2 separate regions of the Mus musculus genome follow, and region 1 is linked to region 2. Evidence: chromatin contacts called from public HiChIP or PLAC-seq data. All regions are on one chromosome and are shown on one strand. The core of a region is the stretch at or near the end of the contact, and the rest is flanking DNA. Distances in the headings are between cores, read along the strand shown. Region 1 overlaps Tm4sf1 (transmembrane 4 superfamily member 1). Region 2 has its middle 20 kb from the start of Gm22269.

Region 1 (5,752 bases), core at 301-2,800, 220 kb after region 2:
CGTCAGCACATTTCCTTACAAAAGCAGAAAGGGTAGGATGTGGCACAAGGTGCAAAGTCTCACAACACAGGGAAAATATACAAATTACAGTGAAATACAGGAAGCACGCCCTTCTGTCTTGTGTTCTTTTTTAGCAGTTATATTGCTGTAAAGAAAATAAAATTTACATTAGCTTATTACCAGTGACAACACAAAATGCACAGTCTTATTCAAAGCAAACATAACATAGAATAATTTTTTTTTCATCAAAACTAGGCCCGCCACACCATTAGGGATCAGACAGAGCTCACAAAATGTTTCCCAAACAAACCAGACCCACTTACTTCCCCAGGAAAATTTACAGAAAGTGTTCATGGAAACTTCAGGATACTGACACAGAATTGGCTTGTAGTGTGTTTGTGTTGGGTCGCAATTCTTGGGGAGTAACTTAAAATAATGCCGTGGGAATTTCCCACTGGTGTGGGGTTACCCTAGTTAACCTTTCAAATCAAATGCTACCAAGTTAGGAGTCAGCTCTCCTAAACTAAATCCCCTGTCCTGAGAGAGCACCTTTTGTCTTGCAAACAAAGGTCATAGATCTTTCGAAATGTTAAGAAACAGCACTTTCTACAGTGACTCTGACCACAGACCACATGCTTGCCTCCACCTCAGGAAGTTATCTCTCCTCACAAAACACAGAACCAATTTTGTCCACCTACTTACTCCTTACGCCTATGCCCCAAATGCCCCAGCACCAAAGGCCAGCAGCAGCTGAGTTTATTCTCTGCTTTGTCTGCGTTTCAAGGAACAGCATAGGTTTGCGTTTAGGAATCAATCTCAAAGGTTGATTTTGTTCTTCCCCTCAGTTGCCTTACAAAAAACAATGCCATACAAAAGTTTTCCCACTAGGCTGTTTTCCTGGAAATTTGGCAGGATCCCAAAGAAATTCTTAACCTTGTGGATTTGCCTGATAGATAAAGCTAGAAATAAATTGTAACTTCCTCTCAAAATGAATAAAACTTTCCCATATATTTATAGCAAAGGGTTTCCCAGTAGCCCTGACTTTTAGTTTCTATTAGGTTTTATTTGTTTGCTGGTTTTTTATTTTTATATTTGCGGGGGGGGGGGTGTTGTTTTGTTTTGGTTTTGTTTTGCCTTATTTCCAAGGAAAGTCAAAAGACATTGAATTAGGAGATAAATGGAATGAAATAGAAAATATAAGTGAAATAAGTTTACTTTATCTTGTCTTAAATAATAAGACATAAAACAGCAACTTCCCAAAATGGGCCGATTTTAACTTCCCATCTGTTCAATAATATATGATTTATAGAGACATAGAAAAAATATTTCAATAAAACAGAAAAAAAAATAACTTTCTCTGTTACAAACAAGTGGATATTTCATTCCTGAGTCATATCCACAGGAAATGAGAGCTTCCTGGCTTTCTTTCACATAGAGTTTCTTTCACAAGGACATTCAAAGGCTAATAATTGCACTCCATGCTTACAGAGTAAGGGTAAGGCATTTTTGTTATTCCTTATTAGGAAAGAATTACAGGGAACCAAACAGGACAGGAAATGCAGCACCAAGGTTAAGAGGAAGGGCTTGGGCATAAAATAACTGAGGAGTTGAAGTCTGTTACCTCCTGAGTAAGTGAACTTAAGCATCTTGTTCAGTGCTTGAGTTGAGCATGTGAATGGGGAGTGAGACGAGTGCTACATCTTATGGAATCAGTGTTGGGTACTATTCCTGTGTACTTAGGAACATGAAGGTTAAGTATCTTGACACTCATACCTGTAACCAGAGCTGGGTGGGTGGAACATACAGGGGACTTGACTTGAAGGAGGAACTGTGTCTATAGGCAAGTGTTTCTGTGCCCACAGAATGATCTACAAGCCAAGACGACTTAGTCTGTGAGACTCAGTACTGTAGCCAAAATTGAATGTAAGAAATGCCTCCCCACAAAGATGAAGTGAGAGTAGGTTCTAGTTTGTTGCCTGTGCCTGGTTTTGCCTTTACGGAGAAGAATGGGGCCTTGTTGCCACTACAGGGCTAGACCTCCACACAGTCCCACAAGTTCTCACCTGTTGGCGAGAGCAGCAATAGCCACATAAGCCTCCAAGCATTCCATTTATTACTTGAATGAGACACAAGATGAATTCAACTGCGGCAAAAGCCAAGAGGATAGAAAATAGAGTCACATGCCACTCCACAATATGCTTGGGCTCATAGCACTTGGACCACATAGAGGAATTCAGAAGGTACCTGTGGACAGAAGAGGAACTTCAGACACGTGGCCACAGTTTAAGAGGATATCTCATAACTTGCCTTTATTGTTTAGAGATTTTCATTCAGAAACATGGAAATGAATTAACACAATGTTATGTGCTAGCTACACCGTTCCAACAAATGGAAGGGTTTAGCCCAAAGATTATCCCAATGATAAACATAAAATTAAAACACAAATTTTGACACCAATCTAGGATTCTGTGGTTAAAAAATTCACACATGAGAGATTTTTATATTCTTTAAAAGACATATGACTTCTTGTGAGAAAGAAAAGCAAACATATATTAGCATCATGATTAACACCATGTCTTGTATCATATGGCTGTGAACTAAAAGTAAAAATGGAAAAATGGAAACAATTCAGGCTGGGGTAGTAAACTTACAAAGCATATTTCTGTTCTGTTACCCAGGTTTATCATTGCTTAATCTTTGTCTATGAGCAAGCTATTGAGTAAATTTTTTATTTGGAAAATATATTTTACAGTATACTTTAAACTTTGGGATCTTAATTATCACTTTATTAAGATATTAAGCACTTTCCTCTTTTGAAAAGTATCCAAATTCTGCCAAGTTAAAACTCAAGAGGCTTTCATTTTCAAATGAAATTTGTTGATATAAATTGTTTTTAAATTTTTAAGCAAAAAGTTAATTCCCAATAGAAAGTAGAAGGATTTGAGTTCAGCCTCTTTACTTTCATGATATCATGCTCTGTAGCAATGAAGAGCACCTTTTATTCAGTTATTAGACCAAGATGGCTGATCTGCTGCTGTGTGAGTGCAACATTGAGCTAGAGCTGCACCGTAAGGAGCATTCTGTTCTGAAAGAACATGGACTCCAGCAGAAGAACACGGATTGAGAACATCAATGCCAAGTATGGGGATCAGGGAAACAAAGTGAAAGGCTACCATCAAAAAAAAACCTTCCCAAGAGAAGACCTGTTTATACCCACTCTGCAAGGCTCAGTTCCATGCAGGCAGGGGCAGGGCCTATTCTTCTTACACCCAGCTACCAGCACAGTATCTGGGACATTGTGTATGTTTAAAAATCACAGAATGATAAATAACACCCTGAACTCTCCTTGTTAAAAAATCACCAGACCATATTAAGGTCATATGTGACTTTATATATACACAACGTGAGAAATTTCTTCTCGCACATGTGTGTGTGTGTGTGTGTGTGTGTGTGTATGTGTGTATGTAGATACATACATACATACATACATACAAACATAGGCATGCCTTGGATCTCTTTCCTAGCATGTCAGCCACTGCTACTCCAGAGTAGAATTTGGATTCCCCGTAAAGTAGGATTCAATCATGTGGGAACATCCAGGAGTGACTTAACCCAACAACAAGACCTGGTACAATTTCTTATCACTTCTTCCTGCCCCAGCTTGAAACCAAACATCTAACATTGGAACAGTACACTGAGCCAATAAGAGAGTCAACTTGTTGGTTTAAGACAAAACTTACCACCACCACTCCACCCCTAAAAAAATCAAAACAGAACAAGAATATGGCATTCTGTCCCCGTGTTTCTGCTTGTCAGTAAAACAAAGGCTGTTATTCAGGTCACACAGAGTCAAAATTTTCTTTAGCTCTATTTAGCTACTGAAAATTTAATCGGTGGCTTGGAACTGTTAGTTATTCTATGTATTGAGATCCCTAAACAGATTCAAATAAAGAATGATCTAGAAGAAAAAAGACCTTTTTTTGAGAAGCATAAATGAGTAGTGAGACAGATGTACAAACAGCTCTTAAAATCTGTTTAGTAATAGACATAACCCTGTATGCACCTGAGATCATTTTCTATGAGCACATTATGTTCTGAGCAAAGTTGATGACAGTTGGAGGCATTAAGACTCCAACTCCAATAAGTACTGGGTTTTCTTCAGAGGCTACCATTCTTTCATGTTCATCCTAAACTAATTCTGACAGTGATCACAATATGTCAGCCATCACATGAGCATTTCACACGGATCGCCTCATTAATGCTCATGACAACTGCCATTCTCTAGATGAAGTCACTGAGAGACGGGAAAATTAGTTCACACCTTCCTGTTCTTAGAGAGTGAGTAAGGAGCTCAACCCGGGGATATCTGGCACTTCATTCTGAACTCTGTTGGAACCTACACTCACATATGCATACACGCATGCACGCACACGCGAACACACACAATATCTTTTCTTTTAAAGAAGGCAAGTCAGGAAAGAACAATCGATACTCATCCATCACCAGCTTTTCTGATTCTGTTCTTCTGTCATAACTGACTAAAAACAGAAAATCCCAGCATAAGACAATGGGCCTCTCTTAACGACACTGAAGCTGGAGTAGTGGGGAAGACCTTTGCTCTGTCTCTTGGTAACTTGAATCAAGGGTGTGTGTGTTATACATGCTTCACAATATGCAGGCATAGGGTGGAAGAATTGTTTGTCCTAGGTTTTGAATACATAAAAATACTATAATACTGTCCTATGACCTAGTAAAATGTGCTACATTTGACCTGAGTGTCATTGGGGGTTTGCAGCACATACTAGCTGAGCACAAACGCTATGAGGCAGACAACCTGGATTCAGAGATTCACTAGTACTTTCTAGCAATGAGACCTTGGACAAATCACTTCATCCTTCCCTGCCTCCTTTTCTCATTTGTAAAAGAAAAGGAATTATGGGAGCATCTCCATACGGTCGTGGTAAGAACAAAATCAGTGAATATATGCAATAGTATATTCACTGATTAGAATTTCCCCAGGTTCATGACTGCCCATCTAGCCTTACATACTGCATGATTTGGAGTAAGGAAATATTGGATGGGTGGATAGATAGATAACTTAGTTTTAAGCATTGTGGTTAAGAATGTGTTACTAGTTAAAGAACAGTTACATACTGTCCCTCAGTGCTGGCAAAGGTGTAGTTCCATACTCCATGGGCATCGCTGCACTTTGGTCCTTCTGCCAAACCCAGTGATGCCACAATGACACAGTAAGCAGATCCCACGATTCCAATCAGAGCAGCCAGTACAGAAGAAAGCATCTATGGAAAGGAAAAAGCAAGAAGTGAGCCTCCATCCTGTGTCAGGAACGAAGCACATCCACCAGGGCGCAGCACCAGGAGGCTTACCGAGCATCGCTTGCCGTAGTTTTCGTAGCCGCAGCAACCACAGCAGTCCTCTTCATCCATCCCAATGAACACAAACGCTGGCAGGAGCATCTGCTCAGAAGGCAAACAGAATCAAGCCATGGCCTTTCCTGATTCCCTATGGGTGGGTTCAGGCGTTTCTGTAAGATATATCTATGTCTTCTGATTAGGTCAACCAGATATCATGAATGATGTAAAGGCCTAAGAAGAGTCGCAAGTATTACATTTGCTTGCTTCCATGTACAGTGAGTGAGCACACAGAGTGTGAAATAATAACCTGTAAATGTGAACTGTCAGCACTGTTAAATGTAAAATCTGTCCTCATCAAACATAGAAGATCAAATCTT
Region 2 (5,877 bases), core at 1,842-4,341:
AAAAGTTTTCATTCATTTACAAAGTGTTTACCAATTAGTTTCTTTTTCTAATTATTGGGTATTTATTTCATTTACATTTCCAATGCTATCCCAAAAGTCCCCCACACCCTCCCACACCCACTCCCCCATCCACCCACTCCCACCTCTTGGCCCTGGCGTTCCCCTGTACTGAGGCATATAAAGTCTGCACGACCAATGGGCCTCTCTTTCCACTGATGGCCGACCAGGCCATCTTCTGATACATATGCAGCTAGAGTCACGAGCTCTGGGGGTAGGGGTGGGGGGGTACTGGTTAGTTCATAATGTTGTTCCACCTATAGGGTTGCAGATCCCCCCAGCTCCCGGGGTACTTCCTCCTGCTCCTCCATTGGGGGCCCTGTGACCCATCCAATAGCTGACTGTGAACATCCACTTCTGTGTTTGCTAGGCCCCGGCATAGTCTCATAAGAGACAGCTATATCAGGGTCCTTTCAGCAAACTCTTGCTAGTGTATACAATGGTGTCAGTGTTTGGAGGCTGATTATGGGAAGATTCCCCGGGTATGGCAGCCTCTAGATGGTCCATCCTTTCGTCTCAGCTCCAAACTCTGTCTCTGTAGCACCCATGGCCTTACTCCCAATTCCAAGAAGGGGCAAAGTATCCACACCTTGGTCTTTATTCTTCCTGAGCTTCATGTGTTTCGAAATTGTATCTTATATCTTGGGTATTCTAAGTTTCTGGGCTAATATCCACTTATCAGTGAGTACATATCATGTGAGTTCTTTTGTGATTGAGTTACCTTCCCTTTCATGAGGACATAGGCTCAGAATATTTACACAATCTAATTTCTCTTTAGCTTACTGAGATGGTTTGACTCATTCTTATAGCAGCTTCATCAAAGTAAAACACGAATTCTGCTGTCATTTATGAGACTGGCTCCCTGGGAGAAGGTTACAAATATGAAAGCCGTGGTCACTGCTCTCTGGTGTCTGATTATCTAGCCAGACAAAAGAGTTGACATGAGCTGGAATAAGAGCTAAACACCAAACTAAACACAATGACATCCATGATGGCACATTTAGGAAGAGAAGTGCAAATCCAATGCCAAGTATTTCAGAAGCAGATAGTTGGTATAAAGAGTCTTAGACAAGCTTCTGTTATGGATGGTAGCTTGAATGCCTGTATTTAAATTATCTGATGCCCTTCCTTATCTACTTTGAAGGAATTATTTCTTTCCATTCCCTAAGGTCCTGTGTACTACAATCCAGAAATAGAGGCCACAGTTATGAGAGCAATCCTGTTTATTTTGAGGTGGGAAGACATACACTTTAGATCTGGATCTTAAAGACTGGGAGAAAGTCCTTTAATTTGAATCTTAAGGTGGGAAGACTCACCTTTAATCTGGGTGACATCTTATGATGGAAGCCTATACAACAACATGGAAGAAGGAAGCTTTTACTCTTTGCCTGTTAGCCTTTCTAGTACATCCATTCCTTCATAGGCATTAGAACCTACATCCTTAGAATTCCAGCATATTCAAAAGACCAGCTAAAACATCCATCTTTTCAGGAATAAGCAACTACTGAATTCTTGGACTTTCTATTTATAGCTAGCTGCTGTTGGATTAGCTGGACGATAGCCTATCAGTCATTCCAATAAACTTTATACCCATTCCACAAGTTCTATGACTCTAGAGAACCCTGACTAATACAGATTTATTAATACCTGATCACTAGGAAGGAGGCATTCTCTCCTGAGATATCTACACAGGAAAAGCATGAAGATGCTATGGTTAAGTACAGTTATATAAAAGCTGTATCTACAAAATGAAGCCAAGGGCTGGGAAGGAAATTAAGTGGTTAAGAAGACTTTTAGATCTTGAAGAGGACTTGGGTTTAATTCCCAGCACCCATATCAGGCAAATGATGACCATCTCTAACTCTAACTCCAAGGGATTTGATGTCCTCTTCTGGCTTCCATAAGCCCTGAACACATGTGCTACACATACATTCAGGCACACATGTACATAGAAAGAAAGAAAGAAAGAAAGAAAGAAAGAGAGAGAGAGAGAGAGAGAGAGAGAGAGAGAGAGAGAGAGAGAGAGAAAGAAATAAAAGAAAAGAAAGCAGCCAGGGGAAGAGGAAGGCATCCAGAGATCCAACTATCTCCATGCCACATGGTGGCTTAGTTGAGCAGAGGACACCCAGAGGTCAGCCCACCGCCACTGGGCACAAGTAGGGTGTAGGCACACAGAGGTCCACCTTCAACCATACTGCACAGCACAGGCAGGTAGAGGACTTGCCTGCTGCCATGCAATGTAGCACAGTGCTGGTGGAGGAAGGCACTTAGAGGCCTTTCAGCTGTATGGACCACCCACAGCAGGAAGTGGTGGACAGATGGGAGAGAAAAAAAGCAGAACAGTTTCCAGCATTATAAAGAGAGGTGGAACCAGGGATGCAAGAGTGGAGAAGAATTGCCTATTATGAGTACCCTACCCCACCACCTGAAGCTGTGGTGAAATACTAGCCCATGGTGCCACTGAGGACCCATGTCTGGGTCCATGGCCATGTAGCAGCAGGGATATGACACTATATCTGTGGTTCAGATTACCACTAAAAACCATGCAGATATTTCTAGTCTAGACAGTTACCTGGGACCAGATAGATGCCCAAAGACTGTGCAGAGGTGGCCCTACCTCTCACTAGTGACAGCACTGGAAGAGTGGACCCTGCACCTAGCACAGTGGAACTAACACTAGTGGCAGGGCATGGGTGAGCCAATCCCAAGAGTGTGAGAGCTAGAGACCTGAGCATACCCCTGCCAGCTGCAGCATTGGGTGAACTAGCCTGGGCAGTACTAGAGAGCTTGCCCTTGTGGTACAGGTATGAGAAAGCTAGTGGGTTAGCCATCTCAATCACTACCCCAGGACTAGATCCAGGGCTTTGAGTTGGCTAACCCCCAAACCTACCTCATCTACGAACTTCTGGAGTCTGTTAAGGGGCCAGTGCTGCAGATCCAAGACTGCAGGATCTCTATATGATACAGGACGCACAGGAGGACAGAGGAGAATGCCAGTGAGGATCTGGGGTTGGTGGTGCAGTGGAAGCCAGAGATCTCAAACCAGATCAATGACTCAGTACAATAAACATTTGCAAGTAAAGATGTGTGGACAGAGGAGTATACTGTGGAACACACTGTGACACACTGCAGCTTCCACAGTGAGATATTTTCTATGCTTTTGTTTCGCTTGTGGTTTTTAATTTTTTAAATTTTTGTGGGGAAGTTGCAAGGGCAGAGGGCAGATGCAAGAGAAGGGAAATCAAGTGGCACTGGGGTACATTATGTGGAACTCACGAAGAATCAAATCATTTTTTTAAATAAATAAATAAATAAATAGATCTCTTTTTTTTAAAGAACTCTTAGAATGATGGTGAAAAGCCAGGCATGGTGGTATATTTCTTTAATCACAACACTCAGGAGCAAAGACCATCAGATTTCCTTGAGTTTGAGGATAGCCTGGTCTACATAGTGAGTCTGGCATACCCATGGCAACATAGTCTCTGACTCTAAACAACAACAAAAAGTGTGTCTCAAGAGAGAATAAGAAATGTTCTTTCCAGCTCTGGCAGATGGTGGTAATTACACTGGTGGTGCTCAGTGGACTAACATCAGTTATATCGCTTGGCTTCTAGCCCCAAAATAACACCTCTGGTGAGTCATGTCCCCTCTGAGAAGGTTCTGGAAGTTTTGTGGAATGACTGACTAAAATCATTGGAAGTAAAATGTTCACAGCAACCACTCAATATCCTGTTTTGCTTTTGTCTGTTTGCTCAGTCAGTCTCTGTTGAGGTCTGAACAAATGATTTACCACAGATTTGTATATTCATGCAAATAACATTATTTCCATACAGGATAGTATCATTTGTTCTTCCAGAAACCAAAACATTCAGTTTGCTCTTATATCCTGCTCTCAAGGCTTCAGATACAGCTGTGTAGCTGCTAGCTATCCTTATTTTATCTACGCTCCAATTTGTCTCTGAGTGAGGTAAGAGCAGCCTCCTAAACTTGAATTTTCTGTTTTTTTTTCAGTAGATTATGAGAAGGACTTTGGCCAGAAAGAGAACTATGCAGTGTCAGCTCTTACGGGAGAAATGACTATTCTGCCTTTGGCCAGAATATTTTGGATTCAGTGTGCTTCACTGCCAACTTCCTTATTCTACAACTGTAAATTGTGATGGCATCAGATTTCAAGCTTTTTTAAAAAAAGAAATTAGTTAAGTCGTCTGCATGCCTACCTCCTCACTTGATAGAACGTAGAATCACAGTTTTAAGACCATCTAGGCAATTTGAAGTAATCGTTGAAAATTCTCAAGTTTAAGTCCATCAAAGCCTCTTCAGAAGACATGACAGGACACCCATGACCTCTTTCTTGTTGCCTGAGCTATGCTAGAATAAAAAAATAAATCTCCTAACGTGAACCCAGTCTTTGGAAATTAAAGGAAGTAAGCAATACTCCATGATCAGAGGCAGGTCTGTGACCACAACCACATCAAGTAGAAGTAGCTATGTTACCTTCTCCATTGTCTTAGACCTATCGTTCCCATAACAAAACACCAGACAGCAAATAAACTGATAAACAATAAAGATTTTCTTTGCATTTTTCAAAAGGCTAGTAGATCTGAGACAAAAAAAAAAAAAAAAAAAAGAAAGTTCGGTGTCAGTGAGAGCCCAGCACTGCATCCAAGATGATACATTGAACACCATCCTTGTGGGGCAAAAGATGGACAGGTAAACAGAACAAGAGTTGTGCTTTTGTATGGTGGAGGAAGAGAAGATCAGGGAAACATTGACCTTTTCTCTCTAGCACAAAAAGCAGCTTTTAAATTTCTTTGAAAAGAAGGTCTTTAAACAAAACCTAGCTGTGCTTCACAGTAGCTCATCCTGAAATTTTTTTCTTTCTCTTTTTTTTTAATTTTGATATTTTCTTTATTTACATTTCAAATATTATCCCCTTTCCTGGTTTCCATTCCAAAAACCCCTATCTCCTCCCTCCTTCTCCTGCTCACCAACCCACACACCCCAACTTCCTGGCTTTGGCATTCCCCTATACTGGGGCATAGAACCTTCACAGGACCAAAGGCCTCTTCTTCCATTGATGACCAACAAGCCCATTCTCTGCTACATATGCAGCTGGAGCCATGAGTAACACCATGTGTACTCTTTGGTTGGTGGTTTAGTCCCTGGGAGCTCTGGGGGAACTGGTTAGTTCATATTGTTATTCCTCCTACGGGGCTGCAAATCCCTTCAGCTCCTTGGGTCCTTTCTCTAGCTCTTCCATTAGGAACACTGATTAGTCCAATAGTTGGCTGTGAGCATCTACCTCTGTATTTGTCAGGCACTGGTTGAGCCTCTCAGGAGACAGCTGTAGCAGGCTTCTGTTAGCAAGCACTTGTTGACATCTACAATAGTGTCTGGGTTTGGTGACTGTACATGGGATGGTTCCCCAGGTGGAGCAGTCTCTGAAATTGTTTTCTGTGTGGAAGCTAAGGATTTGATTTTTACCTGAGTCAAGATTTCTGAAAGATGAAGAAAACTCTTCTGACTGCTTCTGATGACAGCATAGAGTTATGGCTCCACCCCTATCACCTCTCACAGGATGAACAGAGTACACTTACTAAATGAGCTGCTCAGTTCCCTTCATTATTTTTGGTTGTTATGAATTGCTGGCAGGCATATGCTCATAAATCTATCAGCATATTGGAAGTTTAACAATATATACATATGAAAAAATTCATTCATTCAACTCTATTCTTAGCATTCAACTGTTAAATGATATATTTGTGAGCACGTAAGTAAAAAACAGTTACAATAATATTATAGTATTAGTTCAAATCATTT

Evidence for each region. HiChIP or PLAC-seq counts read pairs in DNA pulled down with a chosen protein or histone mark.
Region 1: a FOXA1 HiChIP or PLAC-seq map of pancreatic cancer cells shows a contact between it and region 2. The contact joins two enhancer-like sites. A contact is called at or near these places in 1 of 115 datasets of contacts at active chromatin or transcription factors (pancreatic cancer cells) and 2 of 9 other capture datasets (liver and pancreatic islet).

Annotation. Positions count from the first base shown.
Region 1 is chr3:57,287,626-57,293,377 of GRCm38.p6, forward strand. Tm4sf1 (transmembrane 4 superfamily member 1) reads right to left here. Exons shown (of 7, transcript NM_008536.4): 4 at 5,388-5,477; 5 at 5,155-5,300; 6 at 2,064-2,244; 7 at 1-145. The coding sequence ends at 131. Among named protein-coding and RNA genes, the nearest start is that of Tm4sf1, 11 kb to the right of the region's middle. Within about 2 kb of position 1,551, at least 60 of the 459 cell types and tissues checked have an H3K27ac peak or open chromatin away from gene starts, as enhancers often do. A contact at or near this core is called in pancreatic cancer cells, where this site is marked.
Region 2 is chr3:57,071,065-57,076,941 of GRCm38.p6, forward strand. No RefSeq gene overlaps it. Among named protein-coding and RNA genes, the nearest start is that of Gm22269, 20 kb to the left of the region's middle. Within about 2 kb of position 3,092, at least 29 of the 459 cell types and tissues checked have an H3K27ac peak or open chromatin away from gene starts, as enhancers often do. A contact at or near this core is called in pancreatic cancer cells, where this site is marked.